Linked DNA regions of Rattus norvegicus: region 1 is linked to region 2. The links are chromatin contacts, called in public Hi-C maps. All regions are on one chromosome and are shown on one strand. Each heading gives the region's core, a stretch centred on a gene start, on an enhancer-like site or on the middle of the called end of the contact. The rest is flanking DNA. Distances are from core to core; before and after follow the strand shown. Region 1 overlaps Brwd1 (bromodomain and WD repeat domain containing 1). Region 2 overlaps Brwd1 (bromodomain and WD repeat domain containing 1).

What was found. A called contact is a pair of places that touch in the nucleus more often than the background predicts.
Region 1: a Hi-C map of liver shows a contact between it and region 2, with 1.8 times the contacts expected there. The contact joins two enhancer-like sites. A contact is called at or near these places in 4 of 12 Hi-C or Micro-C datasets (the A7r5 cell line, hepatocytes, kidney and 1 more) and 1 of 1 datasets of contacts at active chromatin or transcription factors (oligodendrocytes).

The regions. Positions count from the first base shown.
Region 1 is chr11:48,832,888-48,839,498 of GRCr8, forward strand. All of the region lies in intron 4 of Brwd1 (bromodomain and WD repeat domain containing 1), which reads right to left. Among named protein-coding and RNA genes, the nearest start is that of Brwd1, 12 kb to the right of the region's middle. Within about 2 kb of position 4,389, at least 13 of the 93 cell types and tissues checked have an H3K27ac peak or open chromatin away from gene starts, as enhancers often do. A contact at or near this core is called in liver, where this site is marked.
Region 2 is chr11:48,785,978-48,793,568 of GRCr8, forward strand. Brwd1 (bromodomain and WD repeat domain containing 1) reads right to left here. Exons shown (of 41, transcript NM_001371922.2): 26 at 5,671-5,795; 27 at 4,792-4,874; 28 at 2,119-2,230; 29 at 1,204-1,265. Among named protein-coding and RNA genes, the nearest start is that of Mir6324, 12 kb to the right of the region's middle. Within about 2 kb of position 5,059, at least 2 of the 93 cell types and tissues checked have an H3K27ac peak or open chromatin away from gene starts, as enhancers often do. A contact at or near this core is called in liver, where this site is marked.

The DNA.
Region 1 (6,611 bases), core at 3,139-5,638, 46 kb after region 2:
TCAAGACTTGCTGTACAGGTGCAGTACCATAACCAGTGTTAGAAGACAGACAAATCCATGGAAGGAGCTGTACATGCAACAGAAAAGAGACTGACGTGTTTCTAAGGTACTCATCTCTGACAAAGGTGTAAACTACAAACAGTGCAGAAATATGTCTCCTAATAAATGCACTAGAACAAAAGCTGGTTAACATACTCTGCTGTGGTTGCATGTGTGGGAAGGTACAAGGGCCAGCTGAGCAGCAACACTGACTACTACAAATGAAAACTTTAGACCTATCCTAACAAAATGTACATGGAGATATAACCACCGTATATCATCTGAACTCAATCACTGAGTAAATTACGGACAACTTTCATACTGGTAAGAGAATTGAAACATAACAGACAAGAGAAACACTGCAAAGTACACATCAGATTTTTTTTTAAAGATTTATTTATTCATTTATTATATATAAGTACACTGTAGCTGTCTTCAGATACACCGGAAGAGGGAATGGGATCTCTTTACAGATGGTTGTGAGCCACCATGTGGTTGCTGGGAATTGAACTCAGGACCTCTGGAAGAGCAGTCAGGTGCTCTCTCCAGCCCCACACATCAGATTAAGAACTTGTATCTAGGGCAAATGAAAAGGGCTCAGGCCAGAGTTTGCAGCCGAATTCAAGCAACACAGCATCCGAATACTCATCTGTAAGAGCCCAATTGTGCAGACATCACCAAAGAAGGTGGTCCAGGGGCAAATGGGTGTGAAGACACCGGAAGAGCAGAGCACTGAGCCAAGCACAAGCCACTAGGAACCACTGCTATTATCAAGCAGGCTGGCCTGGTTAGCATTAAAAACTGGCCAGAAGCAAAAGCTGGTCAAACATTGTAATCCTAGCACTTGGAGGAAGAGGCAGAAATTCAATCCCATACTCAGGCACAAAGTCAATCCAAAACCACCTTGCACTGCTGTCAGACTCCAGCTCAAAGAGCAGAGGCAAAACAAAACTGAGAAAGAGCACATGGAGAAGCTTCAGATGGGCACTTAAGAAACCAGAGCTTGGGGTTGGGGATTTAGCTCAGTGGTAGAGCGCTTGCCTAGAAAGCGCAAGGCCCTAGGTTTGGTCCCCAGCTCTGAAAAAAAGAAAAGGAAAAAAAAAAAAAAAAGAAACCAGAGCTTTTGAAAACCGTACAGCCACCCCTCCTAGGTATCTGATAGTATATAAAACACACTCATGGAAGTAGGCCCACTAATGTTTTAAGATATCTGTGTATAACAGTTTTGCCTGCACCTGTGCAGTATGTGCATACCTTCAGACCAAGAGAGAGATTTCCCTAGAACTGGAGTTAAGGATGACTGTGACTTACCAAATGGGTGCTAGGAACCAAACCCCAAGACCTTCACAAAAGCATCAAGTGCTGTTAATCACTGAGTCACCCTCTGCAGGCCGTACATGAATAAAAAAACCTCTTTTCAATTAAGGTAAAAACTAACTTCTAGTAACAAATGAATAAGTAAACACACAGCACCAATATAATATTTAGCAATAAAAACAAATTCTTTTTTTTTTGTTTTTGGTTCTTTTTTTCGGAGCTGGGGACCGAACCCAGGGCCTTGCGCTTCCTAGGTAAGCGCTCTACCACTGAGCTAAATCCCCAGCCCCAAAAACAAATTCTTATATTTTTGGTTGTGAGCCTAGCCTTTAACAGCTGAGCCATCTCTTCAGCCCTAAAAACAAATTCTTAAGCCAAGCACAGAGCCTTACACCTATCACACTGGGAAGGCAGAGCTCATGATCAGCTCAGTCTACATACCTAGTTCCAGGACAGCCAGGGTTACAATAGACTTTTTAAAAGACCAGAAAAGGGGTTGGGGATTTAGCTCAGTGGTAGAGCGCTTGCCTAGAAAGCGCAAGGCCCTGGGTTCGGTCCCCAGCTCCGAAAAAAAAAAAAAAAAATGAAAGAAAAAAAAAAAAAAAGACCAGAAAAGATGATTTCACACTGCACATGTGAGCAGCACTAAGTAAACAGACATTCCTAATGCCACAGCTCCAACCATAAAGCTATTTCTGTTGCTACTTTATAACTATAATTTTGCTCCTGTTATGAATCATACTGTAAATACCCGATATGTGACCCCCAAAAGGGGTCAAGACCCACAGGTTAAAAACCCATGAATTGGGGTTGGGGATTTAGCTCAGCGGTAGAGCGCTTGCCTAGCAGGAGCAAGGCCCTAGCAAGGCCCTGGGTTCGGTCCCCAGCTCCGGAAAAAAAAGAAAAAAAAAAAAAAAAAAAAAAGAAAAACCCATGAATTAAGACTCAGTAGATCACTAAGAAGGAAAGAGGTGATCAAGGTGGTCATGAAGACGTGGAAGAAGGATCTAGGGAAGCTGAGACATACATACATTCATTAACATACCAAAGGACAAACTCTTATACTGATAAGATACAACAGAGACCACCTAGTGCAGTCAGAGAAAGAGTATCAGAGAATGCATGAAGGTACCAGGGAACTCTTAACTGTTTTCACTGTGCTAACAACACTCTGCTTTTATCAAAGTCAACACTTAAATAGAATCATGAGGCAGAATGTTAACTGTACTTCAATAAAGAGAAGCCACAGGAACAAACCACGGAAAGAACTGTAACTTTAACTTAGGGAGACACCCACCATTAAAGACATGAATGCATCTCAAATAAAACTGAAGGATATGTGTGCATGTACATACACACACACACACACACACACACACACACACACACACACACACACACACACCCCCCATATAACAGGCCACCAACTGCCTCAGGGATTAAAGGCATGTGCCACCACACCCAGCTCCTTTAAAAAAAAAAAAAGATGATTTCACTTTGGGCCCTGACTGGCCTGAAACCTGTTAGGCATATCTCAGGCTGGCCCTGAATTTGTAAGCTTTCCTAAACCTCAGCCTTCAGGACGCAGGGATTGTGGGTGTGGCTGTGTCTGAGGCTGCAGACTGGTTTGCTGTTTGGGTAGGTATTGTTTACAACTCTGAGGATTTAACCCAGAGCTTCAGACGCAAAGGGAAGCAATCTACAGCCAAGCTCCATCTTTAGCACCATGGCTACGCAATGACACAAGTTTTGTTTCTGTTTTTGACACGGGGTTATGCTATGTATGGCAGGCCAGGCTGGCCTCCTCCATATGTGACCCTCCTCCTCAGCTGTCTAAATGGGATTGCAGCACCTACAATCTATGCACAGGCACCTAATCTGACACCTCCCTAAGAAGCTGGCTAGATGAAGCTCAAGAAATGAAAACAGAACTACTTCTCACAGGAATCAATGCCAAAAGACACCAAACTCTAAAAGCCAAAAACATACACTAGTTTTTCATGCTAGGTTGTTCAACAGTAATGATGGCTTTTCAATGTGGAAATATGTTGTACTGGAATACATTTTTAATAAATGTGTTATATTGGGCCATATATATGGGTTATAAGAGATGGCTGAGTGGTTAAGCACACTGACTGCTGCTCTTTCAGAAATCCTGAGTTCAATTCCCAGAAAACACATAGTGGTTCACAACCATATGTAATGGAGATCTAATGCCCTCTTCTGGTGTGTCTGAAGACAGCTACAGTGTATTTCTTTATAATAAATAAATAAACCTTTAAAAGATAAATGTGTTATGTTATATAGGGCGTCAGTGAGTAGTTGTTATCTTCTTTGCTAGTGGTTTATTGCATGCTATTCTATATTTGCTCTATAATATGGACCAGGGATTAGATAAAAGCCCCGGTCACACACACAGTTCAGAATGGGCCATAAAGCGGAGAAGACCACCCATAGCATCCACCTTACACCTGGACCAGAAATGCTAAGAGTGCAGGTGCAGTGGGTAGCAGAGCTAACAGACTTTGCAGGGCTAGAGATATGGGTCAGCTAGAGAGATGGGTCAGCTCTTGCTGAGGACTGGCATTCAGTTCCCAGTACTCATGATGCACTCAACTGTCTACTCCAGTTCCAAGGGACCTGACTCTTCTGACCTCTAAAGACACCAGGTTTGTTCATGCACATACATTCAGGCAAACCAATCATACATACAAAATAAAAGTTAATTTCAAAAAGACGTTTTGTTTTGCAAAGGGAGCAAGAACCTTGACCCCTGAAGACGAGAAGCAGAGTTTGGCCATTAAGTGGACAATAACCAACTGAGAACGCTGGACAGCTATGACGTCCAAACTACCACAGCAGTTGGCAGAACTCTTTAGGAACCTTCAAAGGCCACCGAACATTTGAAACGAGTTGAAAAAGGGAAAATGTTCCAAAAAACAAACAAAGCAGAAACCTTTGGGCCACTGCCACCCTGAGGACAAATGAACCATTTCTCAATGACTTGTGATAAAAAGTGGACTGGCAGCAAGAACTTCAAACCAAGCCTGCACTAGTCTGTCTGATCCACAACCACCTTCTCAACAGTGAAACTCACATCTGAGAAGCCCAGAAAATACATGAGATGCAACAAAAATTCTCCACGCTAATAAACCCCACACCTACAGCAGCACTTGCAAGTTATGTTACACTAAGCTATGAATGTGGCCTTGTCAACCACAATCACCCAACTTCCTGCCAACCAACCACCACTTGCCAAGCATCTTAACTCGGCAGTAAGAGCATCGATGCTCTCCCAGGTTCAAGACATAGCGTCCACAGACGCACCCAACCATCTGTGACTACAGTCCCAGGGCATCTCACACCTTCTTCTCAACTCTGTGGGCACCAGGTATACATGTAGTGCAGACATACATGGAGAAAAACACCCCAACACATAAAACACAATGGTCAATCTAGCTGGGTTTGGTGGCACACACCTTTTAACCCCAGTGCTCAGAGGCTGAGGCAGAAGATCTGAGAGTTCCAGTCTAGTCTACATAGCAGAACCTTATCTCAAAATAAATATAAATATAAAATTAAGTTTTTAATGCTTTGAGCATGACTGTTCCTGCTTTGACTAATATAGGTATGTCTGCTAGAATCTATCTATGATCTACAATTCGTGGTCAATCCATTCTTAGTTCTTTTTGCACCAACCTGATAATTCAAAGGCTCTATAGGTTACAGCTTTTGGTTTTGTTTTTCCACAGTACTTGACAATAAAAATAAATAAATATCTCACCCATTATATCATCAGGAGGCCCTGGGTTTGACCTCGACATCACACAGAATACACCTGGCATCAGTGTAGGTTGATGTCAAGGTGATACATGATTAGACAGCAGAGTGGGGCAGGGACAAAGCTTTTGTTTAAGGTGGGAGGAGGAGGGAGGAGAGGAATCAAGATGGAGCCAACGCAGCAGAGGAAGATGATTCCGATCCGGGTGGTCTACATCTTTATTAATTGGCAGTGAATTTATTGTGTGGATGTATTGTGGATGAGTATTTAACATATAAATCTAATTGCTAAATTACAAGTTTCTGGAACTTTGATTCTACTGGACTAAAGAGGACAGCGTGTGAAAGAAATGGCTGAAAGGCAGTTGGAGCATGGGAATCCGGTTTTGTTGCCTATACAGAGTGAGAACACACAAGGGCCCACTGAATGAGGTTGTGTGTGTGTGTGTGTGTGTGTGTGTGTGTTTGTGTGTGTGTGTGCACTCACCAGGCATGCTAACTACCACCTAGAGGACCACTCAGAGTAGCAGCCAGAGCAAGCGGATCCAGCTTGCAGGAACTGATAGAAAAATGTTCCTTCTTAAAATTTTTACCGCAACACATCAACAATTGAAAGGCACAGCAGATAGCATCAAAAGTGGGAGCTCTTCTTCAGCTGCACAACCAGCTTGAGGTCAGCTTGGTTTACTTGAGACCATGTCTCAAAAGTGAAAATGAAGATAAAAATAAAGCATTAACTGAGATTGAAAAAGACAAACTTCATTTTTAAATAAATAAATAAATAAACAAATAAATAAATGCATTGCAATTTATTGTAATGAAGAAAAACTGTGCAGGGTGTGGTAATGCAGGCGCTCAGGAGGCAAAAATAAATATCTGTTGAGTTCAAGGGCAGCCAGTCAGAGCTACAGTGAGACCAGTGAGACGCTGTTGTCCTGCCTGATAAAGGGGTCAATCCCCTTGTCGCACACAAAGGGATATGTGCCATGAAATGCACACACACGTGAGTGTAGATACAGGCAGTAAATGGATAAAGTTAAGTATTAAAAAGGCAAGAGAGGCTGCTCACCAACAACATCATTTGGGAGTCTCGCAGAGGACCCAGGTTTGGTTCCCAGCACCCACATAGTAGCTCACAATCACCCGTGACTCCAATGCCCTAATGCCCTCCGTGACATGTGCTGCATAGTTGTTAGCACATACATATACATAAATCTAAATGTCTTTATCGTTTTTTTAAGAATATAAACTGGGGGGCTGGGGATTTAGCTCAGTGGTAGAGCGATTGCCTAGGAAGCGCAAGGCCCTGGGTTCGGTCCCCAGCTCCGAAAAAAAGAACCAAAAAAAAAAAAAAAAAAAAAAAAAAAAGAATATAAACTGGGCCAGCCAAAATGTCTCAGCCAGTTTAGAGTACTCACCACCAACCCTCACACCCCAAGTTCCATCCCTGGATCCCACATGGTCAGAGGAGAATA
Region 2 (7,591 bases), core at 3,809-6,308:
ACACTCTTGAACATGACAATGGAGGAAAACATGTCTGTGACTAGAAGATGGTCACCAGGTACTACAAGCTACACGCCTATAACTATTAATATATGTACACTAACAAGCATCAAAGTTAGCTAGACTAATCTACACAGCATGGTCACTGGCTCTGAATATACATACCTTACTAAAAGCAGGCACAAACAGTACTTAAGGAGACTGGCCACAGACTGAGAACCTAATCACTTTAGACAGGTTATATAAAATCTTCAGCATTAAACATCTCCTTTGCAGAAGTGTCACTAAAGCCATTGCCATCAGGGAAAGAGGAACACAGCTGACATGGGACACTAAGTGCTGGAAGGGACATGGTTTACTGATCTTGCTGTCTTTACATACAGTAAAATGTTTTTTCAGACCAGTACATACTAGCCTAAGTTATAAACTCAAAAGAATATCATATCACAAACCAGGTGTGGTGGTGCATGCCTTTAATCCCGGCACTCAGAAGACAGAGGCAGACAGACTCTGTGAGGTCGAGGCCAGCCTGGTCTACAAAGCCAAGTCCAGGATAGCCAGGGCTCTGTTACAGTGACAAATCCTGCCTTGAAAAACAAAACAAAAAGGGTATATCACAAGGATCATCACTGGTGATTTCACGTTATTAAAAAAATAGCGAGGTTTTGGAATAACAGGTATCCTTGTTAAATTATGTAAGTATAAATGATAATTAAAGTAATGAAAAAATGTTAACAGTTGCTATTCTGAAAGGCAGAGCAGGAACAACTCAATACAGCCTTCACAAGGGGCAACAGACATCAGCAAACCTGACCACCCCAAAGAAAATGAACTCCAGCTACTACCAGGTCCTTGCAGAGTAGGGGCAAAATAGTCAGTGCTGGAGAAGGGACTGCACTTCAAGATACAGTTCAAGAGCACAGATGGGCAGGCAGAGAGTGAGTTAGATCTGCTCCTCTTAAGGAAAACAGGACAAGACAGGATGAGTGAGTAAAGAAGGGACACATGTGCTCCAGGCAAAATGGTCATGTGACAATCGATGCTAAAACACCCATAACACAGATGTCAAGACCAAAAGGAACAAGAAAATAGGCAAACTGTTTTCTTCTAGCCAAGTTCTAAGACTGTAACTGACAGCTTCAGGAAATTTATAGACAGTCACAAACATGTCCTACTATGTACACAGTTATGACAATTACATACCATTGTCAGGAATCGGTTCCATGTCCCATGGGCTAAGCTTTTCAATCTCGGTGTTGTCCCACCTGTTTAACAAAGAACAAATGAAGCACCGGTTAGCCTTTCCCCAAAACAACTACAAGACTAGCAAGGCACCAGATACAGAGGAAATATGGAAGTCAGCGGTCTCACTGCAGTAAGTACATCTCTAACATCGATGTCAAAAGAGTTGAGAAAGATACAACAAAAGCAAAGTACTGCCACTGTGGTGGTTCACAGCGTGAGCGGCAGCACAGGGGGAGAGTGCCAGAACAGCCAGGTCGACATAAGTAAAACCCTATCTCCAAAACACAAAGGCCAAGATCCAAACCCAAACCCAAACCCACAAAGTGCAAAGCCTGATGCAAGGGCTAAAAAGATGAGCCAACAGTTAGGGGCACTGGCTGCTCTTCCAGAGGACAAAGACTTAATTCCCAGCCCCCACATGGCAGCTCACAACTCTCTGTAATGTAACTCCAAGTGGCCTCCAAGGGAACCAAGCAAAATGGTGTGTACATATGGTGCACACAGGCAAAATATCCACCCACATAAAAATAAATTATGACAATTTTTGTAAGGTTTACAAAAACATCAGAACCTCTATGAGACCTTTCTCAGTGAGGTAAAAATACACAAGACACTGTGGAAGCATGAATGTCAGGTTTTGATCTATACAGTCAGCAGAACGGTGAAGGCCTTCTGTATTTTACTAATGATACAGTATCAATGCTGAACTGTGACTGACTCAGAAATACTAGACACTCTGGAGCTCAGACTGAATCAATGGCTTAAAATGACACTGGCCTAAAGCATGCTAGTTACCTGTGATCTGAGATGTTTTCTGTAAACAAACCTAACACCGTAACACTGGAAATGACTGTCAGGATTCTGTATACCAACCTAACACTGTAACACTGGAAATGACTGTCAGGATACTGTGGTTGATATGGCTCTTGACTCAACACAGTTCCAAACCACCAAGCATCATCAATTATAGATCGAAATCTGTCGCCTGTAAAAGAAATGATCAAGTCTGAGGCATGCATTTGCAAACACTATGTACGCCTTTTACCTATGAAATACCGCAATACACAAAGAACAGAGATCAAGCATAAAGTTTAAGAAAATTCAAAATCCTCAGGGTTAAGGGCACATCACGGAGGGTGCTGAAGCTCTGTATTCCACCAGCACACGAGGAGAGGGACAAGACTAATGTCACCTCACTACTGTGTGCGGAGGATTACGGCCCCCTTATGCTTACTTGTCGCTACAAACACAGCATAAAATGTGCTCTAAAACCTATCAAAAACCCAGGAGCAACTGGAGTTTGGGAGCAGTGAGACAGGTTAATGGATGAAGGAAGCACCTGGCTCCATCCTGAAACCCTGAGCTCAATCTCCAGGGACTCGGGAATGACCTTCCGAAAATCCTGACCTCACTGGAGCCTACTTACAAGCATAAAATAAGTAAATTTTAAAATAAAAAGTTAAAAATCAAGTCTGAAAGTACTCTGAACCATTAAAAATGCATTATGATTATTATTTAAAAGAACTACATAGCCATTAATCAATCCTACCATTTTATAGTAATTCAACAGTAAGAAAGCCAATCCTTCTAACAGGCTTTTGCAGAGGATCCTCTACAAATCAAACAAAGGGTAGAATGGGTCTGGGGTAGAGCTGTGTCCTATCCCTATTATCCCTATCCCCTACCCCCCCACACCCCCACACACAATGTAGTTATTATCCTGCAGGAGTGGCTCAAGACTATAAGGATTTAAATGTATCCTACAACTACAGTGAATCCTGATTGGACTTCATTCAGTCAATTAAAATTCCACCCATTTCATCTATGCCTTGTACACATAAGCTAGCAGAGTGTTTTATAAACAGCAAATTAAGTCACCCACATCCAGCTCTCTGACCACTCTTGTGAGTTCCAGGCCAGCTATAGCCACAGTGAGACCCTGTCTCAAAGGACAACTTTGAAGAGATAGATGGCTCAGTGGTTAAGAGCACTGAGTGCTTTTCCAGAGGTCCAGAGTTCAATTCCCAGCACCCACATGGTGGCTCATAACCATCTGTAATGGGATCTGATGCCCTCTGCTGGTGTCTGAAGAGAGCTACAAGATAATCGTGAACTGTAAAGCTGACAGCAGAGCAAGCAACTTCCTCTAAACACAAGGACTATGGGGGGCTTAGGGGGAGGTGTGATGTGGGGGTCAGGACAACTTCCAGGTGTCACTGGTTCTACATACCATGTGGATTCTAGAGACCAGACTCCAGCTATCAGGCTGGGATACAGGGGGACCATCTAAGCCATCCTACTGATCCAAATGTCTGCATTTCTTTTTGTTTCTAAGATTTTTTTTTTTTTAAAAAACAGGGTAGAGGTGGCAAGTAGGGTAAATCCATAAACAAAGAACATGCATGCATGTAGAAAGGAGAGTGTGGGTGTCAAATCCCCTGGAGATGAAGTTACAGACAGTTATGAGCTGCCTGGCATGGGCGTTTGGAATTCAACTCCGTTCCTATGGAAGAGGAGCAAGTGTCCGTTAACAGTTGAGTCGTCTTTCTGGCTTGTCTACTTACTAAAGGACCAGTTCCTCAAGTCCTATCACTTAACTCACATTGTTTGTCTTATCAAAAGTAAAATACTGTGGGTACTCCACAACATGTTTTCTTTTTCTTTCTTTTTCTTTTTTTGGAGCTGGGGACCGAACCCAGGGCCTTGTGCTTGCTAGGCAAGTGCTCTACCACTGAGCTAAATCCCCAACCCCCCACAACATGTTTTCAAGACAAGGTCTCTCTGTATAGCCTTGACTGTTCAGGAACTTGCTCTGTAGACCAAGCTGACCTCAGACTCAGACCCACCTGTCTCTGCCTCCTGAGTGCTGAGATTAAGGTTGTGCTCCACCACCACTCAGCTTGCACCACAATATATTTTGTGTTAAATTAGGAATTATTTTTTTAACCATCAAATTAAATGGTTTATAAATATTTTAAATTTAAGGTAGTTCTAAACCTTCCAAATGCTGCATCCTTTAATACAGTTCTTCAAGTTGTGGAGATCCCAGCCATAAGGTTATTTCTATTACTACTTCATAATTTTTTGCTACTGTTAAAAATTGTAAATATGCAACCCCGATGAAAAGACCATTCATCCCCAGGGTCTCAACCACAGGTTGAGAAGCAGTTTTAAACCCTACTGAAGTACAAAATAAACAAGTACTACATTAAAGATAACTGCATATAGCTAAATGTGAGGCACATGCCTTTACCACAGTACTCGGGAGATAGAAGCAAAGGTGGGTGGTTCTGGGAGTTCCAGGTGAGCCAAAGCTACCCTGCCTCTAAAATGAGAACAAGACAGTCTTTTCCAATCATGCACAAAATAAGCAGAAGCAATGTCATTAGCTAAGAAGTCTATAAGGAATAGGTACCAGTTAGCACAAGCACTAAGCAGACGCATTTCAAGGTCACTTATGCTTCTAGAAATTGTTTATATAAACCATAAATCAAAGTACTCTGTGCAGTGAAGACTTTGTAACTCAGTAAGGACAGACAGACTTACTAGGCTGCCAGTTTCTCTGTCTTGCTTCATCATAAAATTGGCGCAACACAAGAAAATCAATAACATCTGGCATATCATGATATCTAAAAGAAAATTAAAAATTACCACAGTGGAAAGCAGCAATATTCAAAAGACTCAGGTACTATCTTATCTGTCATCTCAAACTTCTGGGTACATGTGCACAGAAAGGGTAGATTTCAGGGGACCATCTTGGGTATCATTCCCTAAATGCCACCCACCTCGTTCTTTAAGACTAGTCTGGAGCTTGCCTGGCAAGCCAGTGAGTACCAGGTATCCGCCTATCTCTTCCTGCCCAGCTTGGTGGAACTTGGGCTTTTCTCGGCTGAGCCATCTTCCCAGGCATATCTAACCATAGCTGATAAAGGGTACTAGACATGACTCCTTTAATAAGTGCTTTTAGGGCAATATAAGGACTAAGTTCAGATTGCCAAGGTCCACACGGAAGTCAGAGGTAAATGCTAAGAAGGCAGAGAAAGCCAGAAAGGTAGATCCCTAGCCGGCTAGCCTAACCAAACAGTGAGCTCCAGGTTTAGTGAGGGACCCTGTCTTCATTTTCAGTCTCCAGAACAGCAACGTGCAATGTGTGCTCAACTGGGATCAGCACATCCAATCCTCAATCATGTGTGACTAGGAACCACCATGTGACAAATTTCCTGCAGAGGCTCTCATCTTCTACCTGTGTGAGCACTGTGAAAAACCACCCAAGCAGCAGACTCCCTGCCTAACTGCTGCCTGGACGGCCTTTGCACAGTGATCCACATGCCTAAGGCAGCTAAAAGGGAAAAGCCTATGGACGTAAAACTCTACATCTAACTAATTCAGTGGAAATTATACCCACCTATATGTAGAAATACATACCTAATAGAGAAAGATTTATCCGTCAGTCTGCCAGTTGCTGGATCTATAAATGCTAGTTTGAGGCAACAGAGCGTAGGTGGTCCAACCTCATACCTTAGTCCAACTATTTTGACCAATTCTTGATCCTGTAATAGACGTGTACTTAGAAATGGCTCTCAAAGGCAGTTTGTCAATACTGTAATTCTCTATGTACTACTACTAAACTAAGCCAATTCTTACCTTTGCTTCCAAACGCTACATGTAATCTGCCACTGGCTGCTAATCTGCAGGGCAGTATCTTACACAGAAACATGCTCACTAAGCAGTCACTGTGCTCACTCGAAAATGTCACAGGTGTGAGGAGAGGAATTTCAAAGAGGTGCAGAATCAGTACAATAAGCAGTTACCATTTTATTGTCTGTTTTTCCACTTATTTATGTGTGTGTCTGCATGTACCAAAGCATCCATGTAAAGGCCAAAGCAGTGCATGTAGGAGTGGGCTCCATCATGCAACCACATGAGAAGTGGGAACTGAACTCATATCCGCAACCTCTCTTACCTGCCCTTCCTTAGATTTTTTTTTTTTTCTTTTCTTTTTTTCGGAGCTGGGGACCGAACCCAGGGCTTTGCACTTGCTAGGCAAGCGCTCTACCACTGAGCTAAATCCCCAACCCCACTTCCTTAGATTTTAATTCCTCCTTAGAATAAACATCTTTATGTAATTTTGTGTTACACAATAGGATTTTGCTTATAAGTTGTTTTTTTCAATTTTTAGCTTATGTGTTTTGCCTGCATGTATCTGTGTGTCACATGTATGCCTGGTGACAGCAGGACAGAAGGGCATCAGATTTCACAACAGCCTACCTCCAGAATTGCTTGAGCATACTTGCCATCCAAGCAATTTAGAGGGTGCAGGAAGGGGAAGTTCAAGGCCAGCCTGAGCTACAAGAATGGTAGACACAGAAAAGGACAGAGAGAAAGAAAGCACAGTTGGAAAATATATAAACAGATCTCGCAGCTAACTTAGGCATTATCTAAGTGAAGCTTCTCTAAACCCCCTCTTTCCCCCTAAAACATGCACATCACAGGATTCTTATACTAAGGAACATGAAGTCACCAATTAAAAAAATCTGTACTTAAGAGGCTGTTATCAAAAGCAGCTGCCTCAAAAACCACACGCATGAGAAACACACTCAAAAGGCACGAGTGACACTCGGGGACTCTTCCCCTTCAGCAACACACTCGCAGGTAACGCAAACACCACTGACAGTCCTGCAACCGTCCCAGTGTGAACTTCATGCTTTAAAATGACATAATCATGAATATGCAAATACTAAACCCATGTATGAGAATGTATTTGTATTGCATAGTAAAGTAGACATAAAGCCAAAAAAATCACAGAAACCAGGCCACAAAATTCAATACTTAAAGTATGTTTTCAGGACTGGAAATTGGCTCAGTGGTTAAGAGCACTGACTTCTCTTCCACAGGATCCAGGTTCAATTCCCAGCAACTACATGGTAGCTCACAACTATCCATAACTCCAAGATCTAATAACACCCTCACACAGACATACATGCAGGCAAAACATCAATGTATATAAAATAAAAATAAACTTAATTTTCTTTCATTTTCTACCTCACTATATATGAAGTCATCAGTAAACACTGCTGACATTCTAGTGCTACTCTGTCCTAAGCAACAAAACAGACTGCAGAATGCATCTCCTCCCACCACTCAGAGTTCTACGCTTCAGCAACAGGCAGTGCAAGAACACAGCGCAGCTCAACGTGGCCACGATGATGAGCACATGGCTCCCATGCCACTGTGTGTGCATGGCCACAGGAACTGCCTTCTTCATGCATTTATGAGCTTTCTACTTCTTGTCTAGGATACCAGGAATAAGACTGGCTATAAAGGCCTGAAAGCCATTTACCTTCAA